Regions from separate parts of the Mus musculus genome. Here regions 1 and 2 are each linked to region 3. The links are chromatin contacts, called in public HiChIP or PLAC-seq maps. All regions are on one chromosome and are shown on one strand. The core of a region is the stretch at or near the end of the contact, and the rest is flanking DNA. Distances in the headings are between cores, read along the strand shown. Region 1 has its middle 62 kb from the start of Sv2b. Region 2 has its middle 40 kb from the start of Gm46017. Region 3 overlaps Akap13 (A kinase (PRKA) anchor protein 13).

The links. HiChIP or PLAC-seq counts read pairs in DNA pulled down with a chosen protein or histone mark.
Region 1: a contact with region 3 is called in an H3K27ac HiChIP or PLAC-seq map of regulatory T cells, with 4 times the contacts expected there. The contact joins two enhancer-like sites. A contact is called at or near these places in 2 of 15 datasets of contacts at CTCF or cohesin (the NIH/3T3 cell line and large pre-B cells), 6 of 484 Hi-C or Micro-C datasets (Sertoli cells, cardiomyocytes, embryonic stem cells and 3 more), 13 of 115 datasets of contacts at active chromatin or transcription factors (the 230-238 cell line, the NIH/3T3 cell line, T-cell acute lymphoblastic leukemia and 9 more) and 2 of 9 other capture datasets (adipose tissue and liver).
Region 2: a contact with region 3 is called in a BATF HiChIP or PLAC-seq map of CD8 T cells, with 6 read pairs. The contact joins two enhancer-like sites. A contact is called at or near these places in 2 of 15 datasets of contacts at CTCF or cohesin (the NIH/3T3 cell line and large pre-B cells), 4 of 484 Hi-C or Micro-C datasets (CD4 T cells, adipose-derived mesenchymal stem cells, epidermal suprabasal cells and 1 more), 2 of 115 datasets of contacts at active chromatin or transcription factors (CD8 T cells and cardiomyocytes) and 2 of 9 other capture datasets (adipose tissue and pancreatic islet).

The regions. Positions count from the first base shown.
Region 1 is chr7:75,369,689-75,372,388 of GRCm38.p6, reverse strand. No RefSeq gene overlaps it. Among named protein-coding and RNA genes, the nearest start is that of Sv2b, 62 kb to the right of the region's middle. Within about 2 kb of position 1,283, at least 148 of the 459 cell types and tissues checked have an H3K27ac peak or open chromatin away from gene starts, as enhancers often do. A contact at or near this core is called in the 230-238 cell line, Th17 cells, adipose tissue and 5 more, where this site is marked.
Region 2 is chr7:75,396,373-75,399,072 of GRCm38.p6, reverse strand. No RefSeq gene overlaps it. Among named protein-coding and RNA genes, the nearest start is that of Gm46017, 40 kb to the left of the region's middle. Within about 2 kb of position 1,327, at least 90 of the 459 cell types and tissues checked have an H3K27ac peak or open chromatin away from gene starts, as enhancers often do. A contact at or near this core is called in CD8 T cells and adipose tissue, where this site is marked.
Region 3 is chr7:75,685,440-75,688,139 of GRCm38.p6, reverse strand. Akap13 (A kinase (PRKA) anchor protein 13) reads right to left here. Exons shown (of 37, transcript NM_029332.1): 14 at 819-927. Among named protein-coding and RNA genes, the nearest start is that of AU020206, 95 kb to the left of the region's middle. Within about 2 kb of position 1,374, at least 115 of the 459 cell types and tissues checked have an H3K27ac peak or open chromatin away from gene starts, as enhancers often do. A contact at or near this core is called in the 230-238 cell line, CD8 T cells, Th17 cells and 6 more, where this site is marked.

The DNA of each region.
Region 1 (2,700 bases), core at 34-2,533, 320 kb after region 3:
ATCTTCCTGCACCTGTCACCCAGTTGCATGGGAGTCAGAGTCACTGCATGCCTGGTCCCTTTCCATCTGTGATCTCATGGAATCCTCACAGAAGCCCCATATGTTGTCAGTTCGTGGTGTAGATGACTCTGAGGGCCCCCAGGAGGTAGCCTGTTTAAGGGCAGAGAGAGCATGTGGGCCTGGGAAACCACATGCAGCCTGTCTGCTGTGCGAGTCCATGTGAGAAAGCCACATCCTCTAATCAGCAGACAGGGCTGTGACTCTCACAGCAGCTGCATCTCCTCCTCTTCCTTCCTAACTGTGCCCCCGTCCTGGCCCAGTCCTTCAAGTCGGATGGTGATTTAACCGACCAAATGTCTTCCACACAGATATAGATAGCAAGGGGCCAAGATCCGGGGACTGTGGTTTCATTAAAAATATATTTTTATTTGTTCTTTGACAATTTCATAATTTAGACAATGTGTCTGATAATAGCCCTGCTCCCCACTCCTTTCTCCAGAGTCCCCCACACGTGTCCTTCCCCTTTATGTCCCTCTACTCTTCTTCCTCCTTCCCTTCCTCCTCCTCCTCCCCCTCCTCCTTCTTTTAAATAATCTACTGAGTCCAGTTAGTCTTACCAGTATGCATATGGGCAACCCAGCAAGGGCCAGAGGAAAAATGACTTCTCTTTCTGTAACAACCCTTACCTTAGTTGTCAAAATCTCCTCAGCTAGTGCTGGGCCTGAGCCCACCCCATTCTTGGATTCATGTACTTAGTGACTGGCTTGGTTTTGTGCAGGTAACTCTAGCTTCTTTGAAACACACACACACACACACACACACACACACACACACACACAGAGAGAGAGAGAGAGAGAGAGAGAGAGAGAGAAAGAGAGAGAGAGGTAAATATAATAAAAAAGAAAGCAAATACCAATTCAATCTTTCATGTCCCATCAGAGGTAGTTTTCCTTTGGGTATCTACTTTGAGACATGAAAATTAAACCGAGTTAGTCACCCTAACAAGGAGGGTAGGGTAGGAGGGAACAGTAGCTGGGGTTACGGGCAGAGGACACTGGGGTAGGCATTTCTGTGTCCGGAACCCTGGAGAGACTGATTTCACTGTAGCGGTCACTGACAGACCTTCCAGACCCATCTGTGTTTATACGATTTAGTAAATCTATGACATCACTATGCAGGGCTGTTTCAGATTATATACTAGAATGAGGATGTTCTGTGTTCAGAGCACAGACTGAGTGAATCGCCTGGGCAGGTTTCTTCTCCATCATCTCAGTTCTCTTCTGCCATCTGCTGGGGCAGGCACTCTACAGCATGGAGAACCAGGGAAGAGCTTGTCGCAAGCCCCTGACAGTGATATATCCAACAGCAATACGCTGAAAAGGCTGGAGAGGCAGGCTTTACACCATCCTGCCTTCCTTTCCCAGCAGATCTTCTGGGGTTTTCAAAGATTAACATAGTTCCTAGTATTTTTTAAATGTAACAGCCTTATAGTAGCAGCTGTTGCTACACTTGAAACATTTTAAACAGTATTTTATAAATGACACAGAAGCACACAGGTTTGAGTTTAAAAAAAAAAAAAGAGAAACAGAAGCGCAGAGATTGAGGAAGTGGAGCCACGAGCTGGCAGCGGAGCCCCACCAGAAGCTTCCTTGACACTGGGGTACACACTTTTCTCACAAAGCATTGCAGAAAATAAAAGCAAGGAAGAGTCCCAGAGAGGTGAGTCAAGCTGCTGTTCAGTGCACGAAGGAAGGCTGTGGTCCAAGATCCTCAGCCCTCAGATGGCAGGGAGTAGGGGTGCGTAGGGTGGACCTAGCAGCACAATTTCCCACACGCCTTTCAAGGTCAATGCCAGGACAATGAGAGACATTTAAAAAGTCACTTACTATTTTTATTTCATACGTATGAGTGTTTTGCCTGCATGGGTGTGCACCACCAGCACTGTCTCTGAGGCCAGTGTTCCCCGAGCCATGTTCCCAACTCCTCCCCAGTTTTCCTATCTTCTCTCCCTGACCCTCTTGTTAACACCCTTCTTCCCAGCAAGTGCCCTTCCTACTTCCATGTCTTTTTAAGTTTTAACATGGTTGTTCCTTACTGCGTTTAAGTTTGGTTGCTTTAATGAGAAAGGTTGGGGGAGTTATTAGCTTGAGCAAGGACAACTTGCCACTGTCCACACCACTGAGGAATGTGACTTCTACCCCTGCAATCATTACTGCCCATCGCTCCTCAGGGAGAGGTGGGGCCTCATGAGCTCGCCCACCACCCACAGGGAATGTTAGTGGGCCCTGTCTTGTGCAGATAGCCACAGTTGCCAGGACTTCATAGGTACCGCAATTATGTGCAGAAGACAGCATGGATTTCATAGCACCCCGCTCCCACCTTCAGGCTGTAGCTCTTACATTATCTCTGCTCCGTCTTCCTTAATGTTTCATGAGCTTTGGAAGGGTGATATAGATGTTCCATTTAGGGGTGAGTGCTCAAAAGTCACTTGATTGGTTAGGAGTCTCAGCATTAACTACTGCCCGTTGCAAACAGAATGGTGCTCATCTGCAGCCACTGCCATTTTTGTTAACATACTTAGTAAAGGCAAGGAAGCCAGCACACTAACCTTTTCTCACTTAACTTCAAGTCATGCAAATACTCACACTTGGTACTGTTAAGAAAAACATTCTGATCAAGCCACAAATCTCCCTTATTAGT
Region 2 (2,700 bases), core at 78-2,577, 290 kb after region 3:
GTACTCAAGTCAAGCTGAGCCTGTGTTCTGGACTGTGAGTCCAGAATCAAGACCTGACCCGGAATCTTATCTTTCTATCTGCTTGTCTTCCTCCTTCTTTCCTTCCTTCCTTCCTTCCTTCCTTCCTTCCTTCCTTTCTCCCTCCCTCCCTCCCTCCCCTCCTCCTCCTTCTTCTTTCTCTCTCTCCCTCCCTCCCTTCCTCCTTCTTCTTCTTTCTTTCTTTCTTTCTTTCTTTCTTTCTTTCTTTCTTTCTTTCTTTCTTTCTTTTTCCTTTCCTTTCCTTTCCTTTCCTTTCCTTTCCTTTCTCCCTTCCTTCTTAGCTGCAATCCTAAAGCCCAAAGCTTCTATTCTACACTGGCTGCTGTGTGGGTGGCTACATTCCTTGCAGTTTGTAACTCTGCATAAACCAGGGCACTGATGTTTGTTGGATGAATCAAACCAAGCCAATTTGGATGCGCTGAAAGTGAACCTGAAGTTGGAACTGCGTCATCTACCTTAACTTGTTTCCTAAGTTATTTTAAAAATAATCTCTCTCTCTCTCTCTCTCTCTCTCTCTCTCTCTCTCTCTCTCTCTCTCTCTCTCTCTCTCTGTGTGTGTGTGTGTGTGTATTAGGCAGGCTTGGTAGTACATGCCTCTAATCACAGCACTCAGGAAGCAGAGGTAGGCAGCTCTTTATGAGTTTGAGGCCAGCCTAGTATAGCTAGTTTTAGGGCAGCCCAGACTACATTGTGAGACATATACTTTTTGTTTTCTTATAAAAATTGATATTGGGGATATTGATAGTTGATATTTGAATTGCTGTATTGGGGATATTGATTAGATCAGTTTTTCTCATTTAATGGGAGATAACATTTTTGTTTTCTATTTTAAAAAATAAGCTAAGGTGATGGTTCCTTTTAGAGGCTGAGGCTGGGGGATTGCTGTAAGTTCAAGGTCATCCTGGGCTATAGAGACAGACCTCATCTCTTATGTTGCTGTTCAGCTGCTGGGTACAGTGAACCCCTTTGGAACATTTAAAAGTGTCTTTTTACATGACATTTACACCCCCCTTTTCTACACATTCCTTTACATTTCTACAGTGCAGGCTACCATCCACAGCCTACATCTCTTAGAGAAACTGTATATCATGTTACATGATTAACTTTGCTTCTGTCTTCAGCTGCCCACTTTGAAGTTTTATCTTGACTCATAAACCCTATCAGTGAGCTTTGCCTCTGAATCACTCGAAGATCTTGGTAAAATGAAGAGATTTGAGTCAAGGGGTGGGGCTGAGACGCTACAATTCTAAGGAGATGCCAGCTAGTGACAGCTGTGCTGTTCTAGATTCTGCACGTCGAGGATGAGGTCATTTAAAACCAAGGACAAAAAGGTTCTGAGAACAGGGACTGCCAGCAGTGAAAACCAGTCTGGCTGCTGTGGGCGGGTCCTGCTGAAGGTGGGGCCGCTGCTGAGGGCAGGGGCAGGAGTTTTGCTGGTTGATGTTGGCCAGCTCTTTCCAATGCACTTTTCCGTTTCTTGTAAATGTCTTTTGTCTTTCCTGGGTTGGAGACAAACCGAGAAAGCCAGCCAAAAGCCTAGCGGAGACAGGATTTGTGGGTAGCAGATGCTTCTTCAGGTGTCCTGAGCTGAAGGAAACAAGGGTACAGTAGCCAGATGTGACCTCCGAAGTCTGTGTGTGGGCACCGGGAAACAGCCAAGCCAGACTTTGGTTATCTCTAGGTCTTGGCTTTCTTTTCCCAACGTGACAAGAGAGGTGGCGCACATGTGCATCTGCAGGAAGTATAAACCCCTAACTCCTTTACCTGTGTTTATTAACTCAAACAGGACTTCTTTATCGAAGCACCATTGACATTGGGGGCTGCATAGTATTTCCTGTAGAGAAGGCTGGGTATCCTACGCTTTACGGAATGCTTAGCATCGTCCATGGACTCTATCTACAAAATGTTGGTAACACCTCTAAGTTGTGACTACCAAAAATACAAACATGGCGCAGATGTCAGCGTGCGTGCGTGCGTGCGTGTGTGTGTATGTGTGTGTGGTGTGTGGTGTGTGGTGTGTGGTGTGTGGTGTGTGGTGTGTGGTGTGTGGTGTGTGTGTGTGTGTGTGTGTGTGTGTGTGTGTAATTGCCCCAGTCTATGAACCGGTGGTATTGGATAAGGTAGAGAAGAGCTGCTCAGTTCTATTGTATGTCTACCCTTTTCAATTTTACCTACTCGTCTTTCTAAATTCCATCAGATGTTCTGCTTCCTTAGTTGGCTTTTTAAAAAATGACTTGTTTTTTAAACATCCATACATGACTTGTATGGATGTTCTGCTTGTGCACGTGCGCACACATGTGTGTGTGTGTGTGTGTGTGTGTGTGTGTGTGTGCGTGTGTGTACACCTCATGCCAAGGGAGGTTAGAGGAGAAAGCTGGATCCCCTGAAACTGGGTTTGTGATCTACCATGTGGCTGCTTGGAACCAAACCCAGGTCTTCTGGAAGGGCAGCGGGTGCTCTTAACCACTAGGCCATCTTCCCGGGTCTCTTTAGATTGATATTTCTCTCTCTCTTTCTTTCTTTCTTTCTTTCTTTCTTTCTTTCTTTCTTTCTTTCTTTCTTTCTTTCTTTCTTTCTTTCTTTCTTTTTTTTTTTTTGTTTTTCGAGACAGGGTTTCTCTGTGTAGCCCTGGCTGTCCTGGAACTCACTTTGTAGACCAGG
Region 3 (2,700 bases), core at 125-2,624:
TACCCTCGACAGCCAACTGACCTGCATTTGCATGAAGTTTTAGTAGTCATTTTCAGATTTAATCCTCCTGTACTTAAGTAAAAATGTTCTTCAGCTCTGTCTCTTGAGCTTGAAATTTCTGACTGCTAGAATTAATTTGTCTTCTGTGAAGTTCAGCAGAAGCAAGATCACTTGAAAAATATTTCTAGATTTAAGGAGCCTACTGTGACATAAATACTCATTTTAACATCTGTTCTTAGACAGGATCCTGGACCCAGGAAAAGGTGAGAAAAACTGAACTGTGTCTATATTAGATTAATTTGATCAGGATTAATCCCCTGATTCAGGTAATAAGAAAGGTATCTTTGTTTTTAAGAGACATATTAAATTACTTAGGGGTACAGAAACCTACGCTCTGAAGGAGAGTGATAAAGAAAGGGAGTATTCTGGAAAAATATGAAATATTGTAACATTTGGTAATTTGAGGGAAGAATGCACAAGTTCTTGATATTTTTTCCATGTACTTTTCTTGCTAGGTATTTCTTCAGTGAGAGTCATTTTACCCATTTTCAAGTCTGAAATTATTTAAAAAATCCTTTTAAAAATAGTGTCATATTTAAACTCCACAATATAATGAATATAATGTACGCATCAAAGAGGCTTTTATATACCAAGAGGAAGGGTTAAAAACTGATATCTTAGCAGTTATGGTTAAGTATAAAGACAGTCCAAAGAAGAAGCAGACACATTTTAGAAGTTAATAAGATCCCAAAATAAGAAAATTGATAAGAAAAGTAGTTAAGGTATACTTAATTTTTTTAAAAAAGTAATATACTCACTGTCCAATCCAGGATGACTGATTGTCATTAATGAGATGGATTTTGTCAATGGAGAAGAAATGGCTGATGTACAGTAGTTAAATCCCTGTTGTTTAGACCTGTAACATGTCTACAAAATTAAAAAAAAATGGAGGATGAGTTCTAAGTACATATTCATATATATAGACGTGCAGAATTTGCATTGACCCAACTTAGTGAAGGAAGAAGTGGAATCCAGTCTGCCTCTGCCACTTAACTGGTACTTAGCTGCTTAGCTTTCTAAGCCTCCTTGTTCCTCCTGGAACTGGTGAGTATTCACCATTTACAGTGGGTTTCCATCCCTCAGAGCATTTAATAAGGTTTCAAATTGAGTAAGAACTCACTAGGTATTTGCTGGTCACACAACCTGGTAAGTAACTTCATCAGAGGTACCAAATTACATAGAGCACTGCTGCTTTGAAAAATCAAACTGTCTTCAGAGATTGACAATAGGACATGTTGTTATTCTGATTATAAGGACTTGGAAACTGAGATGTGAGCAGAAAGCAGTTCAAGAGCAGTAGCAAAGCAGCGTTGCATCTGGGAAGAGGCGAAATCTCTTTCACTTCCTCTTAGATTGACTGTACATGAACACAGGGTGACTGCAATTTAGTAACTTAACTTCCTCAGTAGTTACTGGCAATTTAAATCCATAGCATTTTAAAAGCCATGTAGCCCAAGCAAAAGCAGAGGCTCCTTTTAACATCCCGGAAGCAACCATTTTTTACTTCTGGTGATAAGGGTCTCATGTGTCTTTCATTTTGAGACAGCTCATTCGAATACTCTCACAAGATGAAATCTGCCTTTTTCTGATTCACACAAATTGAGATACTGAACGTCTCCTCCTAGCATGCACTCACTCATTTGGGCCAGAGATTTCTGATTATTTAGAGCTTGTTCCATGTGTAACCATGGAATCTGAGGCAAACAGTTGCTATGTTTCAAATACAACTGTGAGGTCTGAAAAATGACCTCCGAGAACAGCAGACTTTTAAGAGGAAGTTGACTGCAGGCAACTTGTCTAGATCAGAAAGATACATGCAGCACAACACCCACTCTGAGGCTGTGCACAAGAGGAACTAAAGGTAAGATGGAAGCTCTATGAGGACTATGCATTGCATAGCATAGCATAGCATAGCACAGCACAGCACAGCACAGCACAGCACAGCACAGCACAGCACAGCACAGCACAGCACAGCACAGCACACCATGGTACAAAAATGCGGATATTTATCTAGATGTGTTGACTTCATCTAGAAAGATTAAGTCAGAAAGATAGCAATGATAATTAGTACCATTTACTAAAAGAAAGGTCATCTGCCAAACTTCTCAGGGGCATGAAGCTCTCACAGGTAAGGGAGGGATCAACAGACTTTCTTGAGCAGTATGATTGACACAAAGACCATATTTTCTCTAGGGAATAACCATGGGGCATGGATTTTCAAATTGCTAAATTTAATAATGACATGCAATATACTTTAAAACTCAATTTACAATGAACTGAATACATTCCTAATCCTAAAACATTTGCTGTGATGGAATATTTAAATCTGTATAGATTAATGTATTCTTTTTAAAAAATAATATTTTATATTTATTATTATTTTTGTATAGAGTGTTTTATCTGAATGCATGTATCCATGCTACATTCATGTCTGGTGCCCCTGGAGGTCAGAAGAAGATACTAGGTCCTTGGAACTGGAGTCATGGATGACTGTAAGCCACTTTATGTGGGTGCTAGGCACCAAATGTCAGTCCTCTGCAAGAGCAGTAAGTGTTCTTAACCACTGAGCCATCTCTCCAGACCAACTGATGTATTTTTAAATATTCATGTTTAGTTCTAAAAGCGTGTTATTGCTAGAAC